4 separate regions of the Mus musculus genome follow, and all the other regions are linked to region 2. A link is a contact called in public Hi-C and HiChIP or PLAC-seq data. All regions are on one chromosome and are shown on one strand. Each heading gives the region's core, a stretch centred on a gene start, on an enhancer-like site or on the middle of the called end of the contact. The rest is flanking DNA. Distances are from core to core; before and after follow the strand shown. Region 1 has its middle 61 kb from the start of Gm41011. Region 2 overlaps Gm34196 (a long non-coding RNA gene). Region 3 has its middle 24 kb from the start of Ccnh. Region 4 overlaps Tmem161b (transmembrane protein 161B).

Region 1 (2,700 bases), core at 30-2,529, 350 kb after region 2:
GGAGTTATTTTAAATGAAGAATTTCAAATGAAGAATAAAGTTAGTCACACGTACAAGTGGGTGTTTATTTACTTAGGCTGGAGGGGCACAGAGCAGAGTTTGAGACATATTTAAATAAATCAAAAATTAAGAAAGAGGCTAAAGAGCTCTAACAATCAGACCAGGGCTCTGACTGTTCCTTTCTGTGGTTTTCTACGTGGGGCACTAAAACCTCCACTCTAAAAAGCCAGGATCCTACACACACAGCAGTGAGCACTAACAAAAAACAAAACAAAATCTGCAGTTTCACAACAGCCAGAGAGAGAGAGAGAGATGTGAGGTAACAACTAGGAAGTGGGACATTAATGTTTAGAAACCTTCCTTCTTAAATGAGGTAGGAAGGATTACTTCTGAGAGTCAAATAATGAATGAGAAGAAGAAATGTTTTATAGACAGGGTAAGGAGGTTAAAAAAAAAAAAAAGACTGAGCAGACAAGAGAGGGGAGACGGCATGTTTTTTCTTTTTTTTTTTTTTTTTTATTTAGTAACTATAAAATGAGCACTTCTCTCAAAAATAGTTAGATGAAACCATATAACCCAGAAAGCTAAGAAGTTAAGAACGAGTAGCAGTTGGAAAGGAGAGGCAGAGACAAAGACTGAGGGATAAGAAGGGGAAAGATGGAATGTTTTATATCGGATAATGAAGTAAGAGAAAGGCCAAGGACCCAAATCCATCAGGGAAAAAATGCTAATATGAAGCTTTAACATTAAGCATCATCAGGTAGAAGGAAAGCAAACATCATAACTCATGAAGGTAATAAAAAGTCACACAAAAAGTAGCAATAAAAAGTGAGGAAAAAAGTGGGGGAAACGACGAGACGGACAAAGAAACAACACACCATTTTTATTCAGAAAGCTATGCCCTTAAAGGTCCCCAATTCCATGCTCACTCTCAGTAAAGAACCAGACACACAATTCTTTTCCCAGACACTGAGGATGGCTTTGGCCCCAGACATCGCCCCTGAGCCCCCCTTACAAAAATTCTCTCTGTATGTGACCATCTCCTGGGAAAAACAACTGCCCAGGCCGCAGTTCCTCGGATAGTCCTTCATCAGAACAGTTCTCACAGGCAGGTAGCCTCGCTGGTCATACACAGGGATCCCATATGGCACAATCTGGACCTCGCAGAAGTGAAATCTGCATAAAGTAGGACGAAGCCAGAGCCGCACAAAAGGCGAGACACACATGTAGCGACATTGGCTCCGTGCCCTCTGACCCAGCTCTGTGTCTGTTCCCACACTCCCGACAAGCCCGGGCGAATGTGGCCCAGAGCTTGGAGGTAGCTGCGGTCTGTCACTGGATGAGCACGGAGCCGAAAGGAAGCTCAGAATTAGTCCCCCAATGGTGTGTGGATCAATTGTAAGACAGTGTCTTGTCATCCAAAAAGACAATCTACATGTGGCTGCAATTAACCCAGTTAGCCTGTGTCTAACATTGTCCTACAAAGAAACAGCCATGTAGTGAGATGACCAGAGCAGAATACTGCTTTGAAATTAGCAGATTAATTTAGTTCTCTGTAATCTGGGACTGGAATGAGTTGTGTTAATGGGCGTGTGCATGTGCCTGTGTACTTGTAAGTGGCCTGGGTTGTTTCTTGTTGCTAGTGTTTTCTTTCTTTCTTTTCTATTTTCTTTTTGTTTGTTTTTGTCATCATCATCATTGTAAATACACTTTAATAGAAAGCTACACTTATGTCAGTTTTTCCTGGGGAAAATCAATTAAAAAACAACTGAGAGCCAAGGGTTATAAATAATTATGTATTGCTGTAATCTTACAATTTTGTAAGAGCTATCTCTTAACAGAGGTTATAACCAATACACCCAGGTTACCCAAGTACACACCAAACACTAAGTTTAAGATGTGCAATATAGAAACCAAGCCAAAACTACTTTCCCAACTTGAAAGTGTAGCCTCTCCCCTGTGCCAGTGTTTGTGTGCTGTTGGGTGCTCTTTAAAGGAAATATATATATGCTATGAATTAATTCTCAGTATCATCCAAATCAGAGTTGCCATTATTATAATTCCAAGTCAAAAACATATGTAGAATTATTACTATGGATGTTTATTTCAAAGTGGTCGTTATTTTTTTAAACAGAAATGCTTCTTCAATTTTCCTAGATTTTTACATAATCTTACTACGTATGTTCTCATTTCACTACTCTTTTCTGATATAAAATAAAAAGCATTTCACAATCTTTATTTTGAAAGAGGAAAAGTTTTAAACCTTCTTAGCAAGCTGTTGATGTCCATTGCATGCTTAAGGAGAAAGAAGAGCTACGGGGAAAAATACTGAGTACATCAGGAACAAGGGGAGACAGTCTTCTCTCCTTGTGAGGCATCCTAGGACCTTCAAAAGCTGCATCGAGAATTTTGCAAATAACATGACCTCAGAAGGCTTCCCTCTGAAGGATGTCTGGTATCTTCACACCTGATGCAAAATCTAGGCAAATCACTGCGCTGGACTTCACAGTTACTCTATACACATGACCCTGCGAGCCTAGTAACCACACGATCACTAAAAATAGTCAGAATTTAGCTGGGCGTGGTGGCACACACCTTTAATCCCAGCACTTGGGCGGCAAAGGCAGGCAGATTTCTAAGTTCGAGGCCAGCCTGATCTACAGAGTGAGCTCCAGGACAGCCAGGGCTATACAGAGAAAC
Region 2 (2,700 bases), core at 6-2,505:
CTTGAAATATTTGCAAGTACTTTGTTAGTTTATTAAATTCTTTTAAATAAATATCTGTTTTAATTTAAAGCCTGGACCAGCATTTGAGCACCACTCCACTTTGTATTTCTTACTGATCTCTAACCACTATAAAATCTGTATTGTTCTTATGTCATGAAGCCTTCGAAATATACTGTTTTATGAAAAAGAAAGAGAGAGATAGAGAGAGAGAGAGAGAGAAAGAAAGAAAGAAAGAAAGAAAGAAAGAAAGAAAGAAAGAAAGAAAGAAAGAAAGAGAGAAAGAAAGAAAAGGCTGAGGCTTTCCCGGATAAAAACACTAGTTGCTGACTGAAATCAAAGATTTATTTTACACAATTAGAAATCAGCTTTTTGTGTCCTTAAAAGGCAAATCCTTAGAAACAATAAAACTAATATAAAAATGTATGAATCAATGAGAAATAAAAGAATTCCTAAGCTTTAGAAATAAATCTCAACTAGAAAAGGAAACCAATTGTGCTACAGTATTTGAAAATGATTTATTAGGCAAAGTATAAAGAGCACACCTGGACATAGATGCATATAATGACATTTTAAAACTATTTTGCAAAATGGGAAAAATACTTTAGCTTTCAAAAAATTCAAAGTTCAATACTCTGAGGACTGCTTATAGGGCGGCCGACATCAGAAGAGAAGTCGAGAACATTTTAGGTACTGTGCCTTTCCAAGAAGGAGGAATGTAGTTATTACCGAGGAATTCAGTTATGTACCGTCTTGCTTCTTGACATTTTATATGAGTGGTGGGGAGATGGTTTATTTAAAAGAAAAGTCTCAAAATACCCAAACCAAGGTATGAAAGCAAGTGACGTTTTAATTCTTTCAGAAACTAATGATTAAAACATGCATCTGTGTTTCTTTTCTAAGTGTAATCTAACGGAAAGTAGACTGAAAACAAAAGGAAACTTGAAAAAGAATTGAGGAAAGAAAAAAGGAGGAAAAGAGAGGACCAGAAGAAACAAATTCCACTCAAATTAAAACGGTATCAAAAATTTAGCCAGGTTATTGAAGCTGATGAGATTTTTTTTGTGTCCTAAATTATTTATATGTTTTTTCAACCTCGTGTTTCTTTACTTTTCTTTCTTTTTTGGGTGGTGATGGTGGTGATGGTGGTGATGGTGGTGATGGTTGTGATGGTGGTGATGGTGGTGGTGGAGGTGGTGAGGATGGCTACTCCTCTTTACCAGTTGCTTGAGATCCCCGGGTCTCGGGGAGACTTCTCAGATGACCACTAGATGGCATGAAAGCACTGTATTGGACCTGCTCAGCCGTCCTGCACTGCGCGACATTGGGGGTTTATTCTTTTCAAGCTGGGAGCTCAGTGTTAATCATGTAAGATGCCTTTTCTTTGAGAAAGATCTTTTTGTGTCGCATGACACTTTCCAGGACACAAAGGGAGTATTCTGTCCTCCTTCCACACACACTTAGAAAATGTCGGATTAAATTTGGAATAATAAAAATCATGTCAGTGTTTGCTGGGGTTTCCTGAGAACTTTACTCTCTTCCCTTTGGGGGATAGTGTGCTATTTGTTATGCGGTCTACCTTAATAGGTGGACAGAGCAGTCCCTTCACCACTGTGCCTGCAACAACTGCAGACAAAGTTTGCACATTTGCAGTCATATTTCTTTTTCTTGATTTTTTTTTTTTTTCATCAAAATTTCTCTTGGTTTTTCTTCACTTATGCTGTTAGGGTCTGTCATTAAGGACTAATATGAAATGCTGGATTTCAAACAGCCGTGGCAAAGGAGACAATCCCCTTTAACACTTTCTACCAGCCAGGCAACGCATGTCTTTGTTCTTGCTTCGCAAATACGTTTAAAGTTTTTGCCTGGTCACTGGGCCGCTTTCGTCTTTCCCTCCACACTTGCAGTTGTAGTTTTATATGTGGAACATTTCCTGTTTCCCAAGATACATATCAAATATCTCTCCCTGTTCGTCCACAACAGGAACAATTACCATATCCCTTCAGATGTTATCACTATCTGCCTTCACAAAATGTCCATTGTAGACGATGTTTTGATCTTTGGATAAGTGCCTTAATTTAAAATAATGGCAAAAGGGTAAATTAGGCCTCCATGCTCAACAGCGCATGAATGACAAATCTGTTGTGGTTGGGGTATATTTTTGATATTCCTTTAAACGTCTCATAGCAGATTTACATGGGATCAAAAATGATACTGCGCATTGACAAACTGAAGTGCATAATTTATTTCATGTACTACTGATACTACTATATAACCTACACATTTAATTTTACTTCTAATGGCTTTACAATTTTGATAGATATGAAATCATGTCAGTTTAAAATCTCACAGATCTGAAGTTTGGGGGGGCTGTTTTCAGTATCCACCTTTGTAAAGCTTTTTATCCCGTGTATAGTATCTGAGAATAAGATAATTTGTTGGACATATTTTCTTAGCTTTGATTTTTATAAATTTATCAAAACTACAGATTCTAAGAAGACATCTATATAAAATATTTAGTAAAACAAAGATCCAATGATATAATCATAGCTCTTTAAAATGTAAATATGAGGGGAATCAAGGGGTCCCATGGTGGTAAAACTTTCTGCACAGGCAATGTTGTGTGCAGTATGCTCTCTGGGTGTCTCTAGTTTGAGAAAATTCCACTTCATTTGTGGTGTTAACGTACGGCACGGTTAATAA
Region 3 (2,700 bases), core at 124-2,623, 410 kb before region 2:
AGTTTCCACACTCATTTGCTTGCTGTCATCCAGCACTGCTTCCAGGCTACAGCTGTGGATACAGAGCACTTGACCTGCAAGGCCTAAAATATTTACTCTCTGACCCATTATAGAGTACAGTTAATTCAATGCTGTCCCAGGAGACTGGTTTTGAGAGTTTAGTATGTATACAAGTCACCTGGGGGATCTTGTTAAAATGCTGACTTTGATCTAGGAGGTCAGGCCCCAGGTTTATTCCCATCTTGCTCCCCAGGGAAGTCATGCTATTAGGTTGTAGACTACATTCTCTTTCTAGATTTTTCTCTCTTGTCATAGCTCCTGACCACATCGTCTTTCAAACTTATACTTATTTGAGTTTCTTTAGGTCCATTGAGCTTAAATCCCAATTACTTCTATGTCTCTCTAAATTGTTCTAGTGATGATAAGGATCATACATCTTCCAGCACAAAACTATTACAAAATAAAATAAAAATCTTTGCATTCATATATTAAGTCAGACTGTAGGGTTGATATTTAAGCTTTCTGCAAGCCTTTAGAAAGCAAACACTACACTTCAATTATGAATGGAGAAACTGCTTACTATGCAAATTGCTGGGTGACCAAAGAATTAAGAATATGATATTAATTTCTCTTCTTAATCTCATTTTCAGAATTTTCTTGAGGAGATATCAATAAACTGTAATAGGCAATCATGTATGAAAGTTTACAGACTATGAAAATGGTTTATTTTGTCACTAAGAATCATACACTCAAGCCTTTTAAGAGAAATTTTAAGTAGTTAAGCAAGATGAAGAAGAATTTTGACAGTAAAAATTAGCCAATTTATTTTGCTTTTCTTCTAATCAACAGAAATTTCTACCTGAACTATTTCAGTATATCTTGAGAATAAATGTAATGTGATTATAGGCTACTTGAAAGGCATCCTGGAGACATAAAAAGCAGTTTTAAGTGTTTGGCATTTCAAAAATCCTCATAGCAACTCTGTATCTCTACCAAAAATTATATGCAACTCCACTTCACTATCTAACACATTTAGATGAAATAAATGCAAGTAAATACTCTTTTCATAAATGTGCCCAAAGAAATGTAATAGAGAAAGTATACACACACACACACACACACACACACACACACACACATTCAGGTCTTGCAGTATTTGAGCTCTAAATATTCTAAGAGTCAACACATTTGTCCTTTAATCAACATAATAGTTTTGGGTTTTTAGTTTGTTTCTATTAGCATTCAATTATTAAAAGTAGCAGGATCAGAAAGAAAAAAAAAAAAGCAAGCAACCACCTTGATATATCACAGTTTATCCACATGGTGGAGCCATGTGGCTTAGATCCTGGAGGTTCCAGATTTATTATTCTCATCATTGTGAAACAACTAATTGTAAACCGAGCCAATCAAAGTCCTACATGTAGATTTCTCGGCTACTATGTGTTCTGCTCTCCGAAATCTCTCACTTTAGCACACTGAAATGTTGTTCTGACCCAGTCTGCTTTCAATAGTAGTAGTTCTCAGACCTGGGTTTTGCACTAAAGCCAAGTGCTTACCTGGACAGCTTTTAAACTCTGTCTACTCCTTAGCCTAAGTGAACAGGATCTTTCCACGGTGATACATGGGCAGTGATGGATTTTAAGGCTCCACAGGTAGTTCTATAATGAAATTGATGCTGCATACTTTACTATTGTAAATGTTCCAAAAAAAAAAAATCTAGTTGCATTGTATTTTTGGTAAAAGCATTCACTGGCTCCCTCACTGACTCAAAGATAAAATCAACCTCTTTCACATGATGAGCAGACCTTCTATAACATCTGACCATTTCCTTCCGACTGTCATCACCACTCTCACCTACTTCAATCTGTGCAAACTCAGCCTATAGAATTGCTTCCAGATTTCTAAACTTCAGACTTGTCTACACGTCTAAGCTTGTGCTGATATGCCCAACAATGAATAGAGTAGATAATTATTAATATTTATTGAATGGCAAAATTAAAAATATAAATCAGCTCTCTTATATTTAATGCAGGAATATCTATTTATGACAAACACATCTTAAATGTTTGCTTACCTTTCCATGGAGTGGAGTACAGCATGTAGCATCTCATCAACCAGCAAACCTTGCATAGATTTTAGGGATTCTATGTTCTGCCAACTGACTCAACTTCGAGGTAACATTTGAAACCTCCTCAGGAACCGCTGCTCCTCCTTTATCTCTTTTCTCACTCTAAATTTAAACTCTAGTACCAATGTTTGAAGCAACAAAAGCGTTGCTTGCATGTGAATTATGCTCCAGGCATTCTTTCTGAATTTGTAAGACCCTGGACAGTCATTCGGAATGTTTGCTCTGATAATAGTTCTCGTTCTAGAAATGCTGTCATGCTATCAACCTTTATCATTAAGGCTGATTTCCCCTCCCCACCAACACACATATACTGAGGGCTGGGTATCAAACAAAAGTGCTCTATCACTGAGCTTCAAACTCAACCATGTAAATAGATTTAAATGTCCTGTAAATCAGAGACAAACTAGTAGATTGAAGAAAAAACTGATATAAAATACTAATATACCTTCCTGCCAATGCAGTGATTAAAAGGCAGTAATTAATTTTTTTTTCTTGAATAACCAGATCATGTAGGTAAAAGTGCTAAGGTCCAGAATAATAATGAGGTCCAGAAAAGTCATCTTATTTCAGGG
Region 4 (2,700 bases), core at 30-2,529, 470 kb after region 2:
GTCTTCAATTCTGGTATTCAGGAGGAAGAATCAGGCAGATCTCTGTGAGTTCAAGACCAGACTGATCCACACAGTGAGTTCCAGGACAGTCCGGGCAATATACTGATACTCTGTCTAAAAAAAAATGAACAAACCTACCTACAATTAAAAAAAGCAACTTTGATGTATAGTGAATTAAAACATAGGACTCAAGTACCCATACTTACAGAGGGACACTCTCTCTACCCAACGGTGGGTTCATGATATAGTCTTTGGTGATTGGTTTCACCCAGAGCAGAACCATAAATAAAGGTGCCAAGAAGTTGATATGAAGTAATGTTCTGAAAATATACAAGAAATACACATAAAGATCTAGAAACAAAATGTGCAAGTGTAACTAGGGTATAGCATTTCTAATTATTTACTGTTAACCAGAATCCTTAAGAGCTGAGTCATTATCTTAGTGTTTCAGGTGAGAACATACGGACCTAGAAAGTTCAATGACAATCCCTTAAATCCAGGACTCAATGATAGGTGTTTTAATGATTATCTACAGTGATCACAAGGGAATATACATACACGTCATCTGAAAATTTTCAACACAGCTAAACTGAACATTTGCTTATTATTCACAAATAAATGAGAGTGATTAGAAGTCTTATCAGAAGGCAAATGGCAAATGAAACACAACAGTTTACAACTGAGCAACCTTGCAATATGCAATGATCATTTATAATGCCAAAATTACAAATGACTCAAGATTTGTTATTTCTTGGACTGTTATAAACACAGATGAAATTAATTTACCATATACAAATAAAGATAATGTACCCCCCCCCCCCTATTTTTGGTTCTATGGAACACACCTTGTTATACAGCCTAGCCTGGCCTTCATGCTACTCTCAGCCTCACAAAAGCTGGAACTACGGACATGAGCCACCACACTGGGGCTACATTCCTAATGCAGAAGAGGGATATCAGGATTAAGCTGCAACCTCTCTGTTAACTAAATCTGTATCCTACAGATACACATGGCTTGACAAAAGTTTTCTCTTTGGAACAAAAGACAGACTTGTTACACTATTTTAATACAACACACTGCTTTCATTATCAACCATAGAGAAGGCTTAACTATAGGTTTTAAAACACACAGACTTTTAAATATTACTACACAGACAAACGGTAGGGACAGGTCTGGAGGACACAGGGCTGAGTCAGGAACAACCCAACCACAGTACAAGCTGCACTGCCTTGCCATAGGGGTGCAGTCTGCGCTGCTCCTTTGCCACTCAGGCTACCCACAACAGAACTAGCTTGCCCATACTGTTACAGCATGACAGCGTGAGTGCTGTACCACAACAGGAGGCTGTAAAAAACTGGAAATAACACAAAATCCCAAATTCCCACAAGGAAAACCCTTAAAATAAAGCCACATTTTACTGAAGATAGATGCATCACCCTCTCTCCAACCATCACTAAATGCTTTATGTTTTATAATGTGATTCTTTCATCCCACAGTCTTGGTAAACCATGGAGGGCAGGGAAGAAAGAGCAGTATTAGGTATGCAGTGTTGCTAGGGAACACTCCAGTATCAAGGAGCAGCCCACAGCGGTTTCAGTAGCTTGTGAAGGGCTCCCCTCCACCCACCCTTTTCAGCTTATTTAAATCCTAACACTGGGGTTAGTGGACTGCAGTGTGTGTGTAGAGGGGGGGGGGGGATCAGGTTTTGTCTTAAAAGAAGCCTTTAGAGAGCTGGGTGGTGGGAAAGGCAGGGCATAGTGAAGAGCATGCTGAGTAAAAAAAAAAAAAAAAAAAAAAAAAAAAAAAAAAAAACGTGGGGGAAGATGAAGTAGTGTGTAACAGGGGCGGGGCAGCTAGGAACAAGTAAACATCTAAACACGGAGAAAATGGAGTCAAGGGGAAAAGTGAAAATTAAAGAACATAGGTAAAAGCTAAGAATGTAAAGAGAGGAATTAGGATCTTAAAGTATCTTAAATACAGTGTCCTCCTAGAGGAGCTTACTGACTATACATATGTATATAAGATGGAGGGTTCAAGGACGACCTGCAGTGCAGGTAAGAAGATCCTGGGTATAAACGAAAGCAAATACAAGCTCACCCTTCTGTCAAGGTGGGAGTGGGTGGGTAGGGGAGCAGGGCGGGGGGAGGGTAGAGGGGACTTTGGGGATAGCATTTGAAATGTAAATGAAGAAAATATATAATAAAAAATTGGAAAAAAAAGATGTCTCTATTCATAAACAAACAAAACTCCAATCAACCAAATAAACAAAGACCCCTAAATAAGGACAGAAAACAGCAATGGCTTCAGAGCCATGAGCAGAGGTTTAATGTTTTCTCCTTAGAATCAAAATAGGATTTGGTGGTTAAACTAACTGGATACAGGGTGTTGCATATTATTTACAATCTGGAAATAAAATAATGAATTACTTGAAGTTTAACATGCAGATCAACAACTTAAAATCATTCTTACAAATGTAACTCAGGCTTAAAATTATTTGTCATAAATAAAGATATTAAAATATCTGAATCAACACATAAACTTTAAGTATTAAAAAAAAGTTTTTTAAAAAAATTTTTCTATGAGATTTTCAATTTGAATGTAGAGATCAAAATACTATAAATCTCTGAATTAAAAAGAATATAAACTTTAACATTTTCATTTAAACAGGTAAAAATTAGTTTAACAACAAATGTATTTTT

Evidence for each region. Hi-C and Micro-C count contacts between places; a contact is called where the count stands out from the background. HiChIP or PLAC-seq counts read pairs in DNA pulled down with a chosen protein or histone mark.
Region 1: a contact with region 2 is called in a Hi-C map of cerebellar granule neurons, with 4 times the contacts expected there. The contact joins two enhancer-like sites. A contact is called at or near these places in 8 of 39 promoter capture datasets (the HPC-7 cell line, HPC-7-derived erythroid cells, cranial neural crest and 4 more), 5 of 484 Hi-C or Micro-C datasets (cerebellar granule neurons, cerebellum and cerebral cortex) and 1 of 115 datasets of contacts at active chromatin or transcription factors (neural tube).
Region 3: a Hi-C map of neural stem cells shows a contact between it and region 2, with 2.6 times the contacts expected there. The contact joins two enhancer-like sites. A contact is called at or near these places in 1 of 39 promoter capture datasets (hippocampal neurons), 15 of 484 Hi-C or Micro-C datasets (the G1E-ER4 cell line, the HPC-7 cell line, cerebellar granule neurons and 10 more) and 6 of 115 datasets of contacts at active chromatin or transcription factors (astrocytes, embryonic basal ganglia, embryonic forebrain and 3 more).
Region 4: a contact with region 2 is called in an H3K4me3 HiChIP or PLAC-seq map of embryonic forebrain, with 4 times the contacts expected there. The contact joins two enhancer-like sites. A contact is called at or near these places in 1 of 484 Hi-C or Micro-C datasets (cortical neurons), 2 of 115 datasets of contacts at active chromatin or transcription factors (astrocytes and embryonic forebrain) and 1 of 9 other capture datasets (embryonic trunk).

What each region holds. Positions count from the first base shown.
Region 1 is chr13:84,403,295-84,405,994 of GRCm38.p6, reverse strand. No RefSeq gene overlaps it. Among named protein-coding and RNA genes, the nearest start is that of Gm41011, 61 kb to the right of the region's middle. Within about 2 kb of position 1,279, at least 23 of the 459 cell types and tissues checked have an H3K27ac peak or open chromatin away from gene starts, as enhancers often do. A contact at or near this core is called in cerebellar granule neurons and cerebellum, where this site is marked.
Region 2 is chr13:84,757,301-84,760,000 of GRCm38.p6, reverse strand. All of the region lies in intron 2 of Gm34196 (a long non-coding RNA gene), which reads left to right. Among named protein-coding and RNA genes, the nearest start is that of Gm34246, 83 kb to the right of the region's middle. Within about 2 kb of position 1,255, at least 36 of the 459 cell types and tissues checked have an H3K27ac peak or open chromatin away from gene starts, as enhancers often do. A contact at or near this core is called in cerebellar granule neurons, cerebellum, cortical neurons and 2 more, where this site is marked.
Region 3 is chr13:85,163,589-85,166,288 of GRCm38.p6, reverse strand. No RefSeq gene overlaps it. Among named protein-coding and RNA genes, the nearest start is that of Ccnh, 24 kb to the left of the region's middle. Within about 2 kb of position 1,373, at least 13 of the 459 cell types and tissues checked have an H3K27ac peak or open chromatin away from gene starts, as enhancers often do. A contact at or near this core is called in neural stem cells, where this site is marked.
Region 4 is chr13:84,284,305-84,287,004 of GRCm38.p6, reverse strand. It overlaps Tmem161b (transmembrane protein 161B), which reads right to left. Exons shown (of 12, transcript NM_175187.5): 9 at 207-320. Among named protein-coding and RNA genes, the nearest start is that of Gm41011, 58 kb to the left of the region's middle. Within about 2 kb of position 1,279, at least 48 of the 459 cell types and tissues checked have an H3K27ac peak or open chromatin away from gene starts, as enhancers often do. A contact at or near this core is called in cortical neurons and embryonic forebrain, where this site is marked.